Linked DNA regions of Mus musculus: region 1 is linked to region 2. Evidence: chromatin contacts called from public Micro-C data. All regions are on one chromosome and are shown on one strand. The core of a region is the stretch at or near the end of the contact, and the rest is flanking DNA. Distances in the headings are between cores, read along the strand shown.

The links. Hi-C and Micro-C count contacts between places; a contact is called where the count stands out from the background.
Region 1: a contact with region 2 is called in a Micro-C map of the AtT-20 cell line, with 3 times the contacts expected there. The contact joins two enhancer-like sites. A contact is called at or near these places in 3 of 39 promoter capture datasets (the C10 cell line, embryonic stem cells and hippocampal neurons), 7 of 15 datasets of contacts at CTCF or cohesin (the G1E-ER4 cell line, embryonic stem cells, hippocampal excitatory neurons and 3 more), 202 of 484 Hi-C or Micro-C datasets (the 3T3-L1 cell line, 3T3-L1-derived adipocytes, the AML12 cell line and 99 more), 27 of 115 datasets of contacts at active chromatin or transcription factors (PVALB interneurons, astrocytes, a beta-TC-6 cell line and 16 more) and 2 of 9 other capture datasets (embryonic stem cells and embryonic trunk).

Annotation. Positions count from the first base shown.
Region 1 is chr3:142,268,552-142,273,090 of GRCm38.p6, forward strand. The region is part of intron 8 of Pdlim5 (PDZ and LIM domain 5); the gene reads right to left. Among named protein-coding and RNA genes, the nearest start is that of Bmpr1b, 100 kb to the left of the region's middle. Within about 2 kb of position 1,325, at least 3 of the 459 cell types and tissues checked have an H3K27ac peak or open chromatin away from gene starts, as enhancers often do. A contact at or near this core is called in the AtT-20 cell line, where this site is marked.
Region 2 is chr3:141,860,731-141,864,765 of GRCm38.p6, forward strand. It overlaps Bmpr1b (bone morphogenetic protein receptor, type 1B), which reads right to left. Exons shown (of 12, transcript NM_001277217.2): 6 at 3,751-3,847; 7 at 2,253-2,391. Among named protein-coding and RNA genes, the nearest start is that of Gm15689, 180 kb to the left of the region's middle. Within about 2 kb of position 2,286, at least 8 of the 459 cell types and tissues checked have an H3K27ac peak or open chromatin away from gene starts, as enhancers often do. A contact at or near this core is called in the AtT-20 cell line, where this site is marked.

The DNA.
Region 1 (4,539 bases), core at 75-2,574, 410 kb after region 2:
CCCCAATCCTGACAGTGGGCAGCTCCAAGCAGGACTTTGCAGCGAGTGAACTATTTAATGATGTCAAAATGCAGGGACCAGATGGCAATAAAATATTATTAGAAGAGATGAAATACATGCAACTGGTTGCAATTTACTTACTCATACAAAAATTTAAAAATAGAACCAATAAATCCATCCATCTAAGCTAAGCAAATCTAGTTACCTAGATTTATTAGCGTGGCACAAAGCCTACAATGAAATTTGGGGTGGTTGTAGTATCAGTAATTTCCTTTCTCACCCCTATCTACTTTAGCTTTCAAATAAAGATAGAATTTATATCCACTTATAACTGAGATGAACATCATTCAGTCTTGGATCTAATCAAATCTCACAAATAAATGAGTCTTTCTTGGAAACAAAAATAACATATCATATCTCTCCCTAGCTTTGTCTAACTCATAATAAAGCAAAAGGCTGTATTTTACTTCAGAACTGTACCCCACACAATAAAGATATGCTCAGGCATCACACAATACAGTGGTGAAATAGCTAAATCATAGCTAAATGATTGAATTTCAAAGGGGAAGTTTAGATGCAAATAATACGCCACCCAAAACAGATTTAGCAGCTACCAGGCCCATAGTTAACTGTTTCTATCCTCAACAAGAATCCTCTCCATGCTGTCCCTTTGAGATCTGGGCCTCCTGATGTAATCACTAACGCCATCTAGGGTCAAAGTATTGGGTCACGGTACTATAAACTGGATAGCTCCTTTTACTTTTCTCAGAGCCTGTTAACTTGTTAGTAATAGTCAACTTAACTGTAATGACTTAAAGTGTAGTCTTGATAAAGATATTTTTAAAGCTGAAATACCAATGAAATGATTACTGCTAATGAACAATATCTACCATGTTACTGTTAGGAGATCCGGTTTGGTCATTTCTAGGCTGCCTCTGTATTCAAGTAGGGATGATGAGTCCTCCTTCAACAAAGAGTGTAAGAGGTACTATAGTCAACTAAGTGCTTTGTAAACTATGTTTGTCACTGTCCTTTACCTCTGACCCTCTCAAATATACTAGAAATATCCCTAAATATCCCTAAAATATTCCTAACTGATCACTCTTTTATATTATACAATATTAATAAGTGTATTTATATTGTGCTTCTCCAAATCACAACTTATATTCTTTAGAAAGCACCAATTTTATATTTTGACATCACCATCAACTAAGATTCCCCTGCTTTTATTAAAACACGTTTGTGTCATAAAAGGAAAACCAAGTGGAGGCTGGGGACACAGCATAGAGAGTAAATACTTGCTGTGCAAACAGCAAGCAGGAGAGCTTAGCACATATGTGACAATAAAGCATGTGGCATGCTCCCCTAACACCAGCAGTGGGGAGAAGTGAGGAGACAATCTAGTTAAAATAGTGACCTTCAGGTTCAGTGAAAGACCCTGCCACAGAAACAAACTGGAGAATGTCAGGAAGACACTGGCAACCTCTGGCCCTAAAGGGGCATACAGAGGCAAGCATACCCACACATGAGTGCACACACTCCTGCAACACATATACTCACATACCAAAAATGAAAAAAAGCAAATGATTAGTAAAACCTGTGTATGTCACCTGATTATTACAAAGAGAACAATGACTTAGCAGGAATGTTGGGAAAGCTGTGTGTACGAGCACCTGTCTGTAATCTCAGCCCCTGGGAGAAGAGCCATGTGGTGAGTTTGAGGCTAATAAAGGTTATAGAGCAAGTCTCTACCTAACTAGCATGGAAATTGGTGATTGTTCAATATAGAGTATCAGAAGTTAGGTATGCTAAACACTCAATGGCATGTGCTTACTGTGTTTAAGTGTGCCACCATAATATCAGGTAGAATAGCTTATACTTGCATGGGAGCTTTTAATAAGAAAACATTTTTTTTAAAAATCCATTTATCTCTTACCACTGTCAGCCAGCACGACAGTAAACAAGGCTCACCTGGGAGCTCTGTGTACACACAATTAAAGAAGGCACGCAGGTGATGCTTCCTCACACTAAGAACTGCGAATGAAAACAGCTAACTGTAAAGATGCAACAAATCGAACATTACAGTGAAAGAAAATGTGCTGGACAGTTTGATGTCATCTTGACACAAGCTAACATCATCTGAGAGGACAGAACATATGAGGAAAATGCCTCCATAAGATTCCTGGATATATATAGGGTGTGGGGTCGGGAATAAGCTGAATGTCTGTTTTCTCTAAGCTACACACTTGACCATATACTTGATCTCTCTGACAGTGTTTTAGAGTGCGATGTCTAAGTTCTCTATCACAATTCCTTCCTTCCCTGGGAAAACAGTGGTTAAGCAGCACCCGACTCAGGTTAAAGATGCTAAGGTCACAGGTCTGTTCTCCTCAGAACTCTCTCCATTCCTATCACCAGTGCCTAAGGTGACTGGATCACTACCTCTATGGTAGAACACCTCTGGACTCCAGTCTCACTACAGAGAAATCAGCGTGGTCTGTTTAAACACATTAAAGATATATTGATCTTTCAATAGAGCCAATCCAACTGTGCTACTACACAGATTACAGATCTTTTAATAGCTTCTTTTCAGAAGCAAGGCCACACTATGATATGCTCTAAGCACTCACTGGCCAGGCCTCCCCCGCCCCCACTACTCCATTAATCCTACTTTCTCTCTTGCCACTAAAACATCCCGAACAACCTGCACTTCCTTTAAGAAATTAAAGTCTTGAGGTTCTTCGGGTGTTTTTCTTTTTTGGTACATATGTGTGCATAAACATTAAAATTTCATTCCTGAACAAAATAAAACTCCACAATAAACAAATATGTTTTCCACTTCTAAGTTGTATTCTTTATTCAAGTGTTTTCTACTCCCTTTCTGCTGCTGCAGAGCTCCACATCTTCTGACCTGGGCCCTGTAATCAGAGGTAACTTTTCTCTGCACATCTGTTGCTGATTTCTATGCAATGTACTGGTGCTTTGTGCTCAAATTTACTATCCAAAGTAAGATGAGCCACATCCCTAATATTCCCACTGTGCTCCACTGTTTGGTCCCTTGGTTACAATGATTTCCTTATTTTTTTAGAGAAAGAAAATTGGGCCATGGTTACAGAATTGCTAATATTTTGAATTACTGGCTATAGAGAGCAGCAAGTAATTACAGTATTGCTTACATTCACCTCCTTTAACTCTTAATTTGATGCTTCAGGAGGCTGGTAGCATGGCCTTGTCCTCAGCGCTTTGGGATTTTTAAATAGCTGCTTTGTCAGATACTGCTTTCACCTTTGTTCAGTAACACTTAAAGAAACCTGAAGCTCATGAAGACTGAACATCATGATGACAAATGAATGTTGTTCCCCCCCCCCCCCCCAAATTACATGAAAGGCTTCAAAATAAGGCATTTGGTCTATGAACTCACCCACTAACATTTACCAAAGAAACTGCAACATACCAGGCAGGTGCTCTAAAGCAAGGGTTAGTATGGTAAACCTTGGCCACACCCTTCAAGGTCTATAAAAACAATTAAAATGAACATAATGAGTTCTATGGTAAAGACACTGCCACAGTTGTACGGATCATGGAGAAAGAATAGGTGCCCAGCCAGAGGCTCAGGGAAACTGGACTAAGCAGGTGATAAATGGTGTCTGACCAGAGGAGTTACAGGGTGGGAGAGCAGGTGGAGCAGCCTGTACAAGGCATGGAACTGTGTGAATAATGGATGTTGGCAATTTTGGCTGGACTGAACTAGAAACACAGGGAGCAATCTTATGAAATGAGGCTGCAGAAGATAGTGGAGAGGAGGAAACTCACTGAAGGCCCCGGGAAGAAGCTACACTGCCTGCAGCAGGGAGCTCCAAACAGCTGCACACAGGGAAGTTCTGTGACATCCACTTTGCTGCTGCAAAACAGTCTAAGTTCTTGATACTGTTATGACAGTGTCAAAGGGTGGAATTTGAACCCTTCCTGTTCTATCTTCTAAGCATGTCAATATGCCAGCTCATATGTTCACAGCAGTGCTGCAGAGGTACTTTAAGATCCTTATTTTAACAAAGAAATTGTAGACTCAAAAGGTTAGCCTCAGAGTTGGGCACAGTGGCACAAACCCATCATCATAGCTGCTAGGGAGGTGGAGACAGAAGCATCATTAGTTTGAGGTCCGCCAGAGTCATACAAGATCCTTCTTGCAAAAAGCAGAAGCATAAAACTGAAAAGGGTAGCCCCGTAGAACTCATACCCGGTGGGGTACACACTACATACACCAGAGCCACCCACACCACACCATACAACTAAGTACAATGGACGATACAGCCTGACGTAGCAAAGCACTGCTTATATTCCAGCAAATTGATCGTTTGTATTCTGTGTTTGATTAGGCTAATTAATGTATTTCAACACAAAATGGCCCTCTGTGCCTTCATGAAAAATATGTTTTACTATATTTGGTAAGACAGTAATATTTTTATACACATATTTGCATCTAGTGATTTAAGTTTACCTAATCTGGTGATCATAACTTACTAGGAATGTAGAAAAACC
Region 2 (4,035 bases), core at 1,036-3,535:
CAGAAACTATGGCAGCATGCACAGGGCCTACACAAGTTCAAGCCACACAAAATCCCAGCACTGATAGGAAGTGGTTGACACAGGATCCCAGCACCAACCAAGAAACTATTTCTAACTGATACCTACTGGCAAAGGGAAAATTGATCTTTGTCTAATGGCTATCATTGGGTATATGAACCATAGGTAGAGCCTATGCCTCAGAGAGTTGACCAACAAATGAACCAAGTCCATGATTTGTTTGTGTGGGATTTTGTTTTGTTTGGGTATTTTGTATTAATAGGTTTTTGTTGTTGTTCTTTTTTGTTTGTTTGTTTATTTTGTGTTCTGAGCAAGAACAAGAAGAAGAGAAAGAACATGAAGTCTGGTTAGTAGGAAGGTGGGGAAGATCTGAGAGAAGTTATGGGCAGGGGAAACATGATCAAAACAGTAAATTAAATGAAAAAAAATTAAATGAAATAAAAATTAAGAATTTCTCCTTGAATTTGAGTTTCTCTAGTAGTTTGCTGCAGTGATAAAAAGCAGAACCAGAGAAAAGCCAAACATTGGTGGTGGGCTAGGATATAGAATATAGAAACAGAAAGAATCCCTGCAGATGGTAAAAAAAAAAATCTCCTTATAACTTTTTATACAACAACTGAGCATCCTGTTTAATAGAACAGAGAGACTCTCCAAAGGATAGGCAGTGCAAACAATGGCGTATCCTCCATCCCTTAAGGCACATCACTGAAGCTGCAGCATTTGCAGTAAACAGACAACGCTATGATGGAAGCTACCCAGACTCTAAGCTGAGGTAACTGCCTGAAATCTCACCCTACACCCTATGTGAAGGAGACCTTGAGCTGTAAACTAGAGAAATATTCCACCCAATGGTTACATTCGTGAAGACAGGGACCATGTTTTATTTTGAGAATATTTAACTGTTCAGACATTATGCAGGGCTCAGGCCAGAGGCAGGGGAGCAGGAACAAAGGACAGGAGTCAGGTGAAGTTTACATGATATCCCTATGAAGCCTAGAAAGAAAATCTACAGACAATGGGAAAGGTTAGACTGATTGTTCCCCCGCAAAGATGAAAAGCCATAGCCAAAGACTGTAGACAGCTAACTGCAGCTCAGTGAGATGAGTTAGGAGATACTGAGGTCCAGTCAGTCAGAATCCCAAGAGCAGAGCATCAAAATCATTAGTACCAAGTGGATTTTGCTATTCGTACTTTTCTTTACAAACAAAATACAATGCTACAGAGATACAAATGACAATAATTATAATTGCTACTAACAGATTAAAGTATAAAAATTAAAAAAAACTATTTGATCATCAGAACCTGGACAATTTTTAAAGTCCTAAGTCCTATCATTCTGTTTATAATGACTGAAATGGCTGCATGAGCACAGATTGTTTCCTGTTTGACCTTAAAGCTGTTAACGACAAAGGTAAATACAAGATTGTCAGATGAAACAAGAAGACATGCGAGTCAGAACCAGAGCCTGAGATCTGAGAGTCAATTTCATGACCTTCTAAGGTGCTAGTGAGATGCCCCCAAACTGAAATCACTTGTCACCAAGCCTGAGTTCAACCCTCCATCACCACAGGGTGAAGAACCAGTTCCCGCAAGCCACGGCACCTGTACGCACCCCCTCCCCCACACATACATTTTCTCCCTGCCTCTCTTGCTAAAATAACAAAGTTCATTGAGGAAGTTAGTTTTCATTGAAATTAGTTGTATCCTTAATGCCAACAACCTTACTTTGTGGTTTAGAAATGAATCAAATACGTTTCCTGGCCAAGCAAATGTCTTGATAAGGAACGTGTTCTCTTCACAGTTGCAAGTGCTGGCTATCAGAAGTGTAGCCTCTTCTGGATGGAAAGGACAGACCTCTCAGCCTGCACTCTCACCCTCCAGCTGATATGAAGCCTTCTTCCTTTGCAGAGGTTGATGGTAATTCTTTTGCCTTCAAAAGCCAGGTCAACGCACAGACATGAAATCAATCCTCACCAAAATCAGAGGGCAGAGGGCCCACGTGTATTGTTTCTCTTAATCCACTTTTGATCAGGATGTCTGAGGGTCTGGCTGGTAAACAGACACGTTTCAAAAGAAACAATAATCTCACCCTCAACACGTCATGTTATCAGGAAGCCCCACATCTTAGATCCGACGACAGTTACTGAGCCTTGTCTACTGCCCTATGTAAGGAAAGGGAAACTGACAGTCTGAGAACACCTTTCCATGGGACCCATGCTATATTCTTCTCCTACCAGCAGAGGGAGGCCTGATCCACTTCCCGAGCTCTGAGACTGCTCGATCAAGTCTCTCAGGGACTCTCCAGGAGGAATGTATGTCTCGTCCTGCTCCAGCCCAATGCTGTACCGAGGTCGGGCTTCTTGTCTTTTATACCTAAGCGTGGACGAGGGAGATGATTTCAAAACCTTAAATGCATTGGCAGATATAAAACACCGCAGACAAATATTAACCATGGAATTTAGCAATAAACACAAGATGAAACGCTGTTTGCTATCTTTGGGAGGTTTCTCACTCAGTCATGTACGATATTTTTCTCTGTGTTTTAAATGTTATATATAATCAGACTATACTCATTAGCATTTCCAAATAGCTCCAATATCCATTCCCTAGAAACATTTCCTTAAAGTTCCCTAAGTACTTAAATATGTGAGGGCTTTTTTCTTTCATTTATTAAAGATTGTCAGGGAGCCTGGAGAGATGGCTCAGCAGTTAAGAGCACTGGCTGCCTTTCCAGACGACCCTTGTTCAATTCTCAGCACAAACATAGCAGTTCAAAATTGTCTGTAAATCCAATTTCAGGGTATCCAATACTCTTACATAGACACACATACAGGCAAAACACTGATGCACAAAACTAGATAAATAAATCTATCTTGTTTTAAAGTATGTCAGGGAACTCTTTTACATAAAATGATATATAAGACAATACAATGACCATGACATAAAAATAAAACCTTAAAACATGGGAATATTTAACATGTAATGTCTTCTATAACTTATCTTAATTAACTAATTGGTGTACTATAGAATGTTACAGTTTAAAATTTGGATGCTCAAATAGTATGGACACTTAGACCTTTAAATTTCACAAAGTAGAAAATAAGTTCTTGACTAAAAAACTTAAATATAACTAAACTCAGTTTATTTTAATGTTTACTCTATAAAAGTTATAATACTAGAGAAATTTGTAGTCAGGAAATAAGGAATTACTGAAAGCACTCTGACTCCCATATTTTTTTAATTTAATTATTATCAAACCTAAGTCATAACTAGTCACTAAATTTTCCAATTATCTGTGTTTCCTTAGAGATGAAAATTTTAAGTGAGTAATGTCTGAAACAGAAATGAGACAGGCATCTATTTATAGCTTTGTTGGGTGATTCTCTATCAATAGCAACAGATATTTTCAAATCAACCTAAGATCTAGGGGCAAGGGCTGGAGAGATGGCTCAGCAGGTAAGAGCACCGACGACTGCTCTTCCTAAGGTCCTGAGTTCAAATCCCAGCAACCACATGGTGGCTCACAACCATCCATAATGAGATCTGACATGCTCTTCTGGGATGTCTGAGGATAGCTACAGTGTACTTGCATATAATAAATAAATCTTAAAAAAAATATCTAGGGGCAAAGAAAGTCATGCTGCAATAAGCTTGCAGGCAAGAACAGTAAAAAATATTCATATAGGAATCTCACTAAGAGTGTGAAACTCCATGTACACATCCAATACTTACCTGAAGTAACAGAATAAAATAATGAGGACCAAGAGTAAACTACAGACAGTCACAGAGATAAGCAAGGCCTTGTGGTGTATGGGCCCATCAACAAAATCTGAAAAAGAAAGCCACAAAACAACTTATAGTTTTACTTAAAAGGGATAAACTCTTTTTCCAAACGTTTAATAAAAATGTATCAAATAGGGGAATGTAAAATGGGGAAAAACTATAATGTGTTGCATTAAAAAGCACATATGTACTCAAAACGGCATGTATGATGATTGGTTGTTGATGATACTGTCA